Regions from separate parts of the Mus musculus genome. Here regions 2 and 3 are each linked to region 1. The links are chromatin contacts, called in public HiChIP or PLAC-seq maps. All regions are on one chromosome and are shown on one strand. Each heading gives the region's core, a stretch centred on a gene start, on an enhancer-like site or on the middle of the called end of the contact. The rest is flanking DNA. Distances are from core to core; before and after follow the strand shown. Region 1 holds the start of Cd44 (CD44 antigen). Region 2 holds the start of Slc1a2 (solute carrier family 1 (glial high affinity glutamate transporter), member 2). Region 3 overlaps Slc1a2 (solute carrier family 1 (glial high affinity glutamate transporter), member 2).

Region 1 (3,123 bases), core at 450-2,949:
ACCTTCAGAAGATGAATTCCCTTATGTAAAATGGCTCAGTATTTACATATAACCCACACATATTCTTCTAATCGCTGCTGCATATTTGTAGTACCTAACAAAGTGGAATGTCGTGTATTATATATGTGATACATAGCAGTTAAGTTGTGTGGTTCACAAAATAGTCAAAAGCAAAAAGCTTGTAGATACTCGGAACAAATGCAATTCTTACGAATACTTTTAGTCTATACACAGAAAAAGCTGGCTGAAAAATAAAATGATTATTTTTAATCATTTTAACAGTTATTAATTGTGTGTATGTGGCAGGCCTGTGACAGGTAGAGGACAACTTGCCTAAGGCACCATGTGGGTTCCAAGGATCTAACTTGTCCCATGCTTGGCAGCAAGCACTTTATCACTGTGCCATCTTCCCAGTCCTAGCTGTAGTTTGCAGTATATTTTATACTGCAGCAGCCACTGGCTTGTGTGGGAGCTAGTGCCTAGACCAAACCAGGATTGCTTCTCTTGAAACCCTCTGGCACTCATTACGTGCTTGATGAATAAATGGATGGACAGGTGGCTGTGTACATTTCTCTCACTTTCTCAGTTTCTTTCAGTAAATCCCAAAATATCATTTTCCTTCAGAAATTCTGGCATGATTCATTCCGGGTCCTGCCCTGGCCATGCCTTCTGTGTTTCTCATTCAGCAAGAAGTCCACTCAGATTTAGTTCACATTAAAAATAAACAGAGCTTTTGATATCCAAATTGCAACTTGCAGGGTATTAGAGAAGATAGGGAATTGCAATTTTACATACGATTTTCCCCGATTTTCAGCCTTGAGATTTCTCCCTTGAAGACTATGGCAAATGTGCATCCCTCTTTGAAATGTATCAAGATGTAAAGGGGAATTTGAATGTATTAAAGTTTGCAGCAAAGAGAATATAAAATGTAAACAAGAAAGAACAGTTAAATGTGTGAGTGGATATGGGGATGGGTAGAATGAGAGACGGGAACCATGTATGTGCGTCGGGATGGATAGGAAATATGATGAACAGATATGAGCTGAGGAGGGGTGTGAAAAGGATTGAAAAGTTGTGCAGGTGGGCGAATACAAGAATTGGTGGGCAGGTGTAGTATGGCTAGATTAGTGCATTTGCAGAAGGAAGATGGGTGGACAGAGGAATGGATGGGTGGATTGTGAGTCCGAGAAGGATTTAAGAAATTGGTAGATATTTTGAGAGCATGAATGAAATGTGTTGAGCACCCTTGGGTTTTCCCCGGATCAAAGATCAGATGAGCGGTTTGGACTTCTCTCAGAGGGAAAGAGGAAAGAACACTCCCACAAGTTCCCCACTTTTCAGTCCCCACCCTGGCCAGGAAAGCACTCTCCACTAGGATGGATCTCTCCCTCTCCCTCTCTCTCTCTCTCTCTCTCTCTCTCTCTCTCTCTCCCTTCAGCCTCTTTCTTTCTTCAGTTCCTCCCTAAGATAAGTCCAGCTTCCTCAGCTTCCTGGGAAAACCAGTCTTTCCCTAGCCAGGTTCCCAAGTTTAGTGGCAAAGGAGAAACTGGAAGATTTAACTGAGAGGGGCGAGGTCTTAGAACTCAGTCATTCTCCTTGTCCCAGGCAGCGCTTCTCATAGGCTGGTAGGCTGGGCCAGGGTAGGAAGCCTGTGGAGTGGCCCTGGAGAACGTGGGCGCACGGGGGCTGGGGGGGGGAGGGGGGCGGCCATTCTCTTCTGTCCAAGAGAGCAGGGCAGGAGTGCAGGGGCAGTAGCGAAAGCAGGCTGGTGTGTCTTTAAACTTCCGTTGGCTGCTTAGTCACAGCCCCCTCGCTTTGGGTGTGTCCTTCGCGCGCTCCCTCCCTCTTAGGTCACTCACTCTTTCAAAGCCTGGAATAAAAACCACAGCCAACTTCCGAAGCGGTCTCATTGCCCAGCAGCCCCCAGCCAGTGACAGGTTCCATTCACCCTCGTTGCCCTTCTCCCCACGACCCTTTTCCAGAGGCGACTAGATCCCTCCGTTTCATCCAGCACGCCATGGACAAGTTTTGGTGGCACACAGCTTGGGGACTTTGCCTCTTGCAGTTGAGCCTGGCACATCCACATCAGCAGATCGGTGAGTGGCCCGCCACCGCGCCTGAGGACTCCAGCTGGATGCCTCTGGGTTGAATCGCCCTGGGGAGGGACTGTAGTGAATTGGGCTAGCAAAGCAAAGCTGGGATTTGGGGCTATGCTATTGGAAAGAGTTTACGCCTGGGAAGTGCTGCTTTGGTGAAAGGAAAAGAGAAAGGGAGAAGAAAGTTTGCTGGGCAAGTTGCCCGCAGATTTTGGGCGAGGTCCCCATGCTTGCTGGAGCACATGGCTCAAAAGTAACTGTACTCTTGGATGCCCGCAGCCTCTGTCCCGACTAACAGGCTCTGGTGCTCAAGGGCTCCCCAAGCCTGGCTAACTGTGGCTAGGCAGGTAGAGGCAGACACTGGAACAGACCTGTAGAGCACTCCCCAAGGTGTGCACATAGCTACAGGCCAGAGATTGGGCAATGAGCTTTTCAGAAAGGAGCCTTGAAAAGCTGAAGACAGTGGGTCCCAGCTTTGACTAGTTTTCGGGGCTCTTAAAGTCAGCTTTGGTCACCAACGGCTTTATTTTAGCTTGTGGGAGTTTGAACTGGTTTGTGTGAGGCTCTGAGTGGCCTAAAGGTTCCAACATGGACCAAGGAGGACACATAACCGGAGCAATAATTCGACCAGCCGCGCAGTGCTTGCAGTCTAGGCAAAGTCAAACAGCAACAGGGTTCATATTTGCTGCCTGGCAGCCTCAGAGCAGGAGGGGACCTGTATCAGGGTAACCTGTGAACTTTAGCGCAGTCCCTAATATCCCATCTAAATGTGGTTGGTGACTTTGGTGGCTGTGGAGAGGAGGAGCTTGGGCCAAATATCCAGTATGGCTCATTTTCAAGCGTCCCCCCTCCTTTATCTATATATGAACAGATAATTCCACGAAGGCTTTGGTTATCATCAGCATAGTTAAATTTTCTTTGAAGAAGTGCCAGCTAGGTCATTAAGTCAGCTCAGACTTCAGTGAGTTCCTCTCAACAAGAATTACTAAATCCAGTTCTGGGGGTAAGGGGTGCCAAACTGGGTTTT
Region 2 (3,123 bases), core at 161-2,660, 240 kb after region 1:
GCTCCGGGAAGCCTGAGAAGTGCATTTGGGAGACAGGACCAGGATACCTTGGAATGAGTATTCAAGGGACTTGTGCATCCCCCATACTCTCCCCTTGCTAAATACAGTTGTCCTACCACAGAAATGATCATCATGCCAACTGCAGCCTCAAGAGGCGAGGGGCGCCTCCAAGGCCACAGGCAAAATAAAAATGCCAGTGATAGTCCAGATAGTTTGGAAACTCTTGCTCCAAGCTACAGGTTTCCTTCCCTCCTCTCGGGAAGCACCCAAATCTCTTCCACTCTTCCTTGCAGCTCGCCAGGGAAATTCTAATATCCAAAGGCAAAGACCTCTTGGGCTGGGGTCTTGCCATCATCACCCCACACACACACACACACACACACACACACACACACACACACACACCCGTGCGCGCCCAAAGCTAGCATTCAAGGCTGTGCGCTTCTCTTCGCCCCGCCCCGGCTCTGATCCTGGCTCATTCATTCCAACTGGTCCCCTCCTTGCAGCCCAGGCAGTGTTTCCTGCAGGCTCCGTGGACAATTCTTTATTGTCTTTAAATCTCTGAAGTAACCTCCACGGTTTCTTTTCACACTTTTTCACCCCTTTCCGTTAAATCCTCCCGGTCCTCAAAAGACAGCTAGTCTACCAAAGAAACCAGACCCCTTTCCCACCACCTCCAGCGCTCTGCTAGGGTTTCAGGGGTCCAGGGTCACAGTTCTCTGTCCCCATCTGGGATAGGGCAGCACCACCCCGCGCGCGGCTCCCTCTTCCCCATGGGCACCCAGAAAAGCTCTCACCCCTCTGTTGATGCCATGGCGTGGGGAACGCCCCCTCCTCCCGGGCACGGTCTGGAGACGGTGGCGGCGAGCTGGGTGAGCCCGGAGTGCGGCGGAGAGCGGTATTTAACGGGCAGCCTCTCTCCGCCCTCGCACCCCCCTCCTGGGTAAGCCCTTTAGCGCCTCGGCGCGCGCGGGAGGCTGCTGCGGGCGCTAATCCACGTCCCGGCTTTCCACCGCGCGCGGTCCCGTGAGCGGCTCGCGGCCAGCGCTCCGAGGGGCGCTGCGGGGATCCTGCACCGGCTGCTGCGAGGTCGCGCTGGCCGCAGGGCTGCAGGAACACACTCCCCGCTTCCCAGCAGCCACCTGTGTGTGTGCGTGTCTGTGTGCTTCGCCGCGGGGCAGACCGGTACCAGGAGTGGCCGGCACCGAGCGGGATGGGGAAGACCGGGAGTGCGAGTGCGGGGGAGTGTGTGCGTGCGTGCGCGTGTGCTGGTGTGTGCGCGCCGGGGGAGGCGGTAGAGGCCGCTGCGCCCTGGCTCGGCGCCGGCCGAAGAGGGATTGCAAGGTTTAGCCCAGCCGGAGCTGGGGATTTGCAGGCGATCCCTCTCTATTTTTGTCCAGAGCTGACATCACCCGCGCCGCAGCCTGGGGCGACTTCTTTAACTGTCGCCCCTGCCCCCCATCTTTAGACGTTGTCCCTTTTCTGTTGTCCCTCCCCCACCAGCCTCCAGTCATAAATTAGAAAAAAAAAAAAAAAAAAAAAAAGGCACCGCCGGTAGTCCGGGAAGGCTTTGGAAAGCCAGTGGCAGGATCCCAGGGTCTAAGGAGTCGCTATTGTTTCCTCTCGAGTCTGAGTGGCCCTGGGTCACCCTGTGCTGGGCCAAGCGCTGAGACCCGGGATGCCCCTCCGTCCCCAATCCTTGGAGAAGCCTTGGCACTCCCCATCACTCCCTGGACATCTGCTCGGGCTCACATCACACAGGCCGGCACACCCACCCACATCCTACCACTTCTGAGAGTAGAAGTCCCACTGAATCTGAGCTGCAGAAACACTCAGGTGACCGGAAGGAAACGCGACCCAGCTGCGGGTCCTTCTTTACCCGGGCCCGAATAAATCCCGGACATTCAATCATTCGTCTAGATTAATATTAATGTGGTTCCCCGAGGGCGAGCAGGGTGTGAGGGATGCCATAATTTCTCTCTCTCTCTCTCCCTCTCTCTCTCTCTCTCTCTCTCTCTCTCTCTCTCTCTCTCTCTCTCTCACACACACACACACACACACACACACACACACACACACACACACACGCCAGGGCCAAGGGCTGGAGACGCATCTCCTTCACCCACCCAGGGCTCAGTTCTCAGCAGGCCTCTGAGCGTGGGGGGAGGCGTGCAAAGACAGATGGGCTTCTGCCTTCTGCGAGGGAGAGTCCAAGCCTCCTGCCCAGCTTTGCATAATAATGACAAGTTCTGCTCAGCTTTTATTATCTCGAGGACTGGGACACACCAGACACCTACAGGTCCTCCACCTGCTGACCCCGTGGCCACCTAAAAGGCAAAACCTTCTTTTCCTCTGCTGGACATTGGGACTCAAACCTATCACCTCTGCAGGGCCCAGATAAGAATTAAACAGACTCTACTGAGAGGTTTAAAAGTGTAAACAAAGATGTCAAAAGGTGTGAGCAGGTCACTTGGGACCTGCTAGGCTCCTCTGAGCAGCATCTCAGAACTCCAGCATTCTAGTTTCTTTTCTCCTTCTTTTCCCCTCCAGGATTCTAGCCCAGAGGCTTTCTCATCCATGCTCCACATCTTCGCTTCTTTGCATGCGTGGCAAACTGGAGGGGTCACCTTCGTTCTCAATAAGTAACTGAATGAACTGCATTCAAAACCTGTTCTGTTAAACCAGCTGTGGTGCTGTATGCTTGGAATGCCGGTGCCTAGCAGGCTGGGGTAGGATGTTCTCATGTTTGAGACAGGTGTGGGCTACAGAGTAAGCTCATGCTTCAGAAACCAAAAGAAGAAAAAGAAAGTTCCGTTAACTTTAGGGGATCTTTGGAGGGTTGTTTCCTGGGCAAAGGAAGACTAGGCACATGAAAGAAACGAGGAGAAGAATGTGGGGTGGGGTTAGCCAAGGTTAGCTCTCCTGTCCTGTTTTTGTTTGCTTGTTTTGTTTTTTGTTTTTATTTTTGTTTTGGAGATTTTTGTGTTTTTTGTTTTTTGTTTGTCTGTTTGTTTGTTTGTTTGTTTGTTCTTGTCTGCCAATTACGTTGACCAGCTCTGTGTTCCCTTCAGCTTAAGGAACCTGACTCTGATTTGGAGAGATGGCCCTTGAAGAGGCTCTTGG
Region 3 (3,123 bases), core at 412-2,911, 140 kb after region 1:
ATACTAATACCCAGGAACTGAGTTCAACAATGAGGGGCACTTATAAATTCACAGATTGGAGTCATATCCTTGGCATGATACCTAGTTAGTCTAATGTACACAGGACTAAAGCAGGTAAAGTTCTAAAAGCAGATACGGAAGTATTAAAAATGAAGAAATAAATCAACCTCACCCCTCCTATGGGAACACAACTGCATTCAATTCTGGTTATGCCTCCATGAGTCTGTGGGTACCACACAGTTCTTCAGACTATGTGGCCGGAGTCTGAGTAGGTCATTGCCAATGCTTAGCATGGGAACTTGGAATAGAAAATATCCAGAACCAACTCACCAGGGGAGGCAAACAACATATTCCAAGATACATTCGGTTTCACTTGCCTGGCCATTTCTCCCAAGGCTGGAAAATGCATTATTCAGAAAGAGGGTGCCATAAAATGGTAATGGAATAAAGAAAAATTTCTCAACTTTTCTTTTCATCAACTTTTCAAGCAATATTAGGAGCATACCTGGGACCATTTTGAACTCTTTCCCCAGAGTTTAAAGTTTAATCTTGGGTTCAGGTGTCCTGTCTACATACCAAAGGGTTTCTGAGGATCACCAACTGGCAGTGACTTTTCTCATCTTCGTAGGTTATTTTACAGAAGCAATCATTTCTTCTTTTTATTTGTTAACTGTTTGTGAGTATGTATGTTGGGGTGCACATGAACATATGAGTATATATGCTGTAGAGGTCAGAGGACAATCTCTGATGCTACCTTTAGATACAATCCACCCTCTTTGAGGCAGAATTTCTCATTGGGTTAGAGCTCACCAGCTGGCAGCTGTCTGCTAGGCATCTGCCTGTTTCTTCACTCTCCATGTTAGCACTAAACACACTTGTTTCCATACCTAGTATTTTTATGTGGGTTTTGGAATCTAGCTTGTGATTGACAAGTAAGCCATATCCTGATATCCAGAGCTGTCGCTTCTGAATAGAACAGTCTTCTGAAAATAGGTCTCTCATGTGACTTTGTATGTGCTGAAACAATGAGGGTTGCCTGCTTTGTAGTTAAAACATTAAAATATTTCTAGAGCAAGCACTCCAGGCTCATGGGAGGGTTTGGCCAAGTCAGGCCATCAGTGTGGCCCAGCCTAGAATCCCAAGACTTGTAACTGAGAACAATTTGGAGGTCCCTGGAGCTCCAAGGGACTGGGATGTTTGGTGTATTTTGCTACCCCTTTCGGGTTTATTGCATGTCTACATACATACAATACAGAACATGTCTGTGCCCTTTCCTGTCACACCAGTGATCATGTCTGTGCCTGTCACACCAGTATGGAGCTGGTATATTTCATAGAACTCCATATGAGACAGCAGATACAGTGTGTAGCAGCTTTTTGAACTTAAACAATCTAAATTCAAATCCTAGCTCTACCACTTGTCAACAACATACAAAATTTGGGCAACTGTATCCTGACTTCCTCACCGGTTGAAAGGATAAATGAGGGTTTCTCTTTCATGTAGTGGCCGGCGGCATTTAGGAACCAATAAGTACATGGGCACTTAAGAGAGGTAGGGCACATTACAACCCTCAAGCCAAGTAATCTATCATTCTTATCGGGCACTTGAGGACAAGGTGAGACAGCTGTGGGAGTGAAACTTCCCTAAAGTCCCAGACAGCAAAGACTCTTCAGCCCGTCCCCAGTATTGACAGGACAGAAAGGAAGTGGGGATTCCCAGGTTCCAGTCATCCTTAGCCTTGGCTGTTTTGTTTACAATCTGGGTTGCTCTGGTCATGAGTCACTCTTACAAGCACTGTGAAAAATCTTGTTAGGAGTCAAATATTAGTAACCCCCCCCCCCTTATGGACAGTATTATCTAGAAAATTCTCAGCCTTCTCCTGGTCCCTTGACCCATTCTGCTTTGTCTGGGAGTCCACTCCCCTGGCTGGCTTCTCTCGAGGCTGGTTGCTGGAGGTTGTGCCAAGCTCTGTGTACACAACATCAAAGCAGAACCTCACAGTAACCACGCAAGGCACATAAACAGCTTCTTTCACCATGAGACAACCAGCGATTCCATGGATCAGGTAACTTAGGGTCACACAAATTCAATGTGGTCTTCTGGGATTTGAACACCCCTCTGTTTGCTTCTGCTACATGCTGGCTCTTGATGACCCTGGAAGCTCTATAACTTAATAAATATACAGAAAGTTCTTGGTCATTGTACTCCTACATGAGGGAGAAGAGAGAATTAGGATTCACACAATAGCACAGCATAAAGCTAGACTTGGCTATTTTTCCCCAAATACATTGCAGGCAGAGAACTGTGCATATGCCATGCAGGTGCCTATGTAAGCCAAACTTTCATATTTCTAAAAATTAAGGAGATTTTGGCTAAGTTTATTCAGAAGCAAAGACTTAAACATATGTAGTCAACCTTATCCTTTGCTCATGAAATTTCACAACAGTAGCATTGTTAATATGAAATAAATTACAAGTAAATGGAATTCTGTAATATCAGTGAAATACCGGTCTTGCAGTCACTGCTCTGATTCTAATCCCATTGTGCACTGGAGGGTAAGCCTGATTGCTGTCAGGGCCAAGAATGAAAGGACATAAAGCTATCATTACTTTGCCAACAGCTTCATTAAGTCAAGAGTTTTGATGAGTGGGAAGTTGGAAGTCTCATGTGATATGTGTTTGGACAAGATTCATGCTTCATACTGGAATCTGAAGCAAGTTTTCCATCCTGAGTAACTTGTGGCACTCCCTGTGTCACAGCTGCTTTCTCATTTCGTATTACAGGACCACGGTTATATTTTACTGAACGTCACTGGGTAGGAACAATTCCAATAGCTCCCATCTACTGATATGTGATATGTGTCATGTATGATGCTCCTAACCACCCCAATTCTGTGATTGCTGTTGCCATGGTACACATGAGGAGATGGAGGTTCTACTCTAGCATATACAATACGAGGTGTTTGTGAAGGTCAGATCAATCAACATACAAAGGCAGCCCAATCGCATTATACCAGAGGCAGTGTGGCCCACATTTAGGTAGCCTGGGTTTGAATCCTACTGCACCACTAATAGACATGATCTTGGGCAAGCTTTTTCTTCCTTTATGGTTTTATTTTTTTAT

The links. HiChIP or PLAC-seq counts read pairs in DNA pulled down with a chosen protein or histone mark.
Region 2: a contact with region 1 is called in an HNF4G HiChIP or PLAC-seq map of pancreatic cancer cells. The contact joins the promoter of Slc1a2 here to the promoter of Cd44 in region 1. A contact is called at or near these places in 5 of 39 promoter capture datasets (embryonic stem cells, hippocampal neurons, liver and 1 more), 1 of 484 Hi-C or Micro-C datasets (embryonic stem cells) and 3 of 115 datasets of contacts at active chromatin or transcription factors (bone marrow-derived macrophages, embryonic stem cells and pancreatic cancer cells).
Region 3: a contact with region 1 is called in a FOXA1 HiChIP or PLAC-seq map of pancreatic cancer cells. The contact joins the enhancer-like site here to the promoter of Cd44 in region 1. A contact is called at or near these places in 1 of 39 promoter capture datasets (pre-B cells), 2 of 484 Hi-C or Micro-C datasets (both in nephron progenitors), 2 of 115 datasets of contacts at active chromatin or transcription factors (bone marrow-derived macrophages and pancreatic cancer cells) and 3 of 9 other capture datasets (adipose tissue, liver and pancreatic islet).

Annotation. Positions count from the first base shown.
Region 1 is chr2:102,900,241-102,903,363 of GRCm38.p6, reverse strand. Cd44 (CD44 antigen) reads left to right here and starts at 1,699. Exons shown (of 9, transcript NM_001039151.1): 1 at 1,699-2,096. The coding sequence starts at 2,018.
Region 2 is chr2:102,656,976-102,660,098 of GRCm38.p6, reverse strand. Slc1a2 (solute carrier family 1 (glial high affinity glutamate transporter), member 2) reads right to left here and starts at 1,410. Exons shown (of 11, transcript NM_001077514.4): 1 at 798-1,410. The coding sequence starts at 814. It overlaps LOC115489466 (a long non-coding RNA gene), which reads right to left and starts at 791. Exons shown (of 2, transcript XR_003953884.1): 1 at 1-791.
Region 3 is chr2:102,763,654-102,766,776 of GRCm38.p6, reverse strand. The region is part of intron 8 of Slc1a2 (solute carrier family 1 (glial high affinity glutamate transporter), member 2); the gene reads right to left. Among named protein-coding and RNA genes, the nearest start is that of Gm13872, 18 kb to the right of the region's middle. Within about 2 kb of position 1,661, at least 45 of the 459 cell types and tissues checked have an H3K27ac peak or open chromatin away from gene starts, as enhancers often do. A contact at or near this core is called in liver and pancreatic cancer cells, where this site is marked.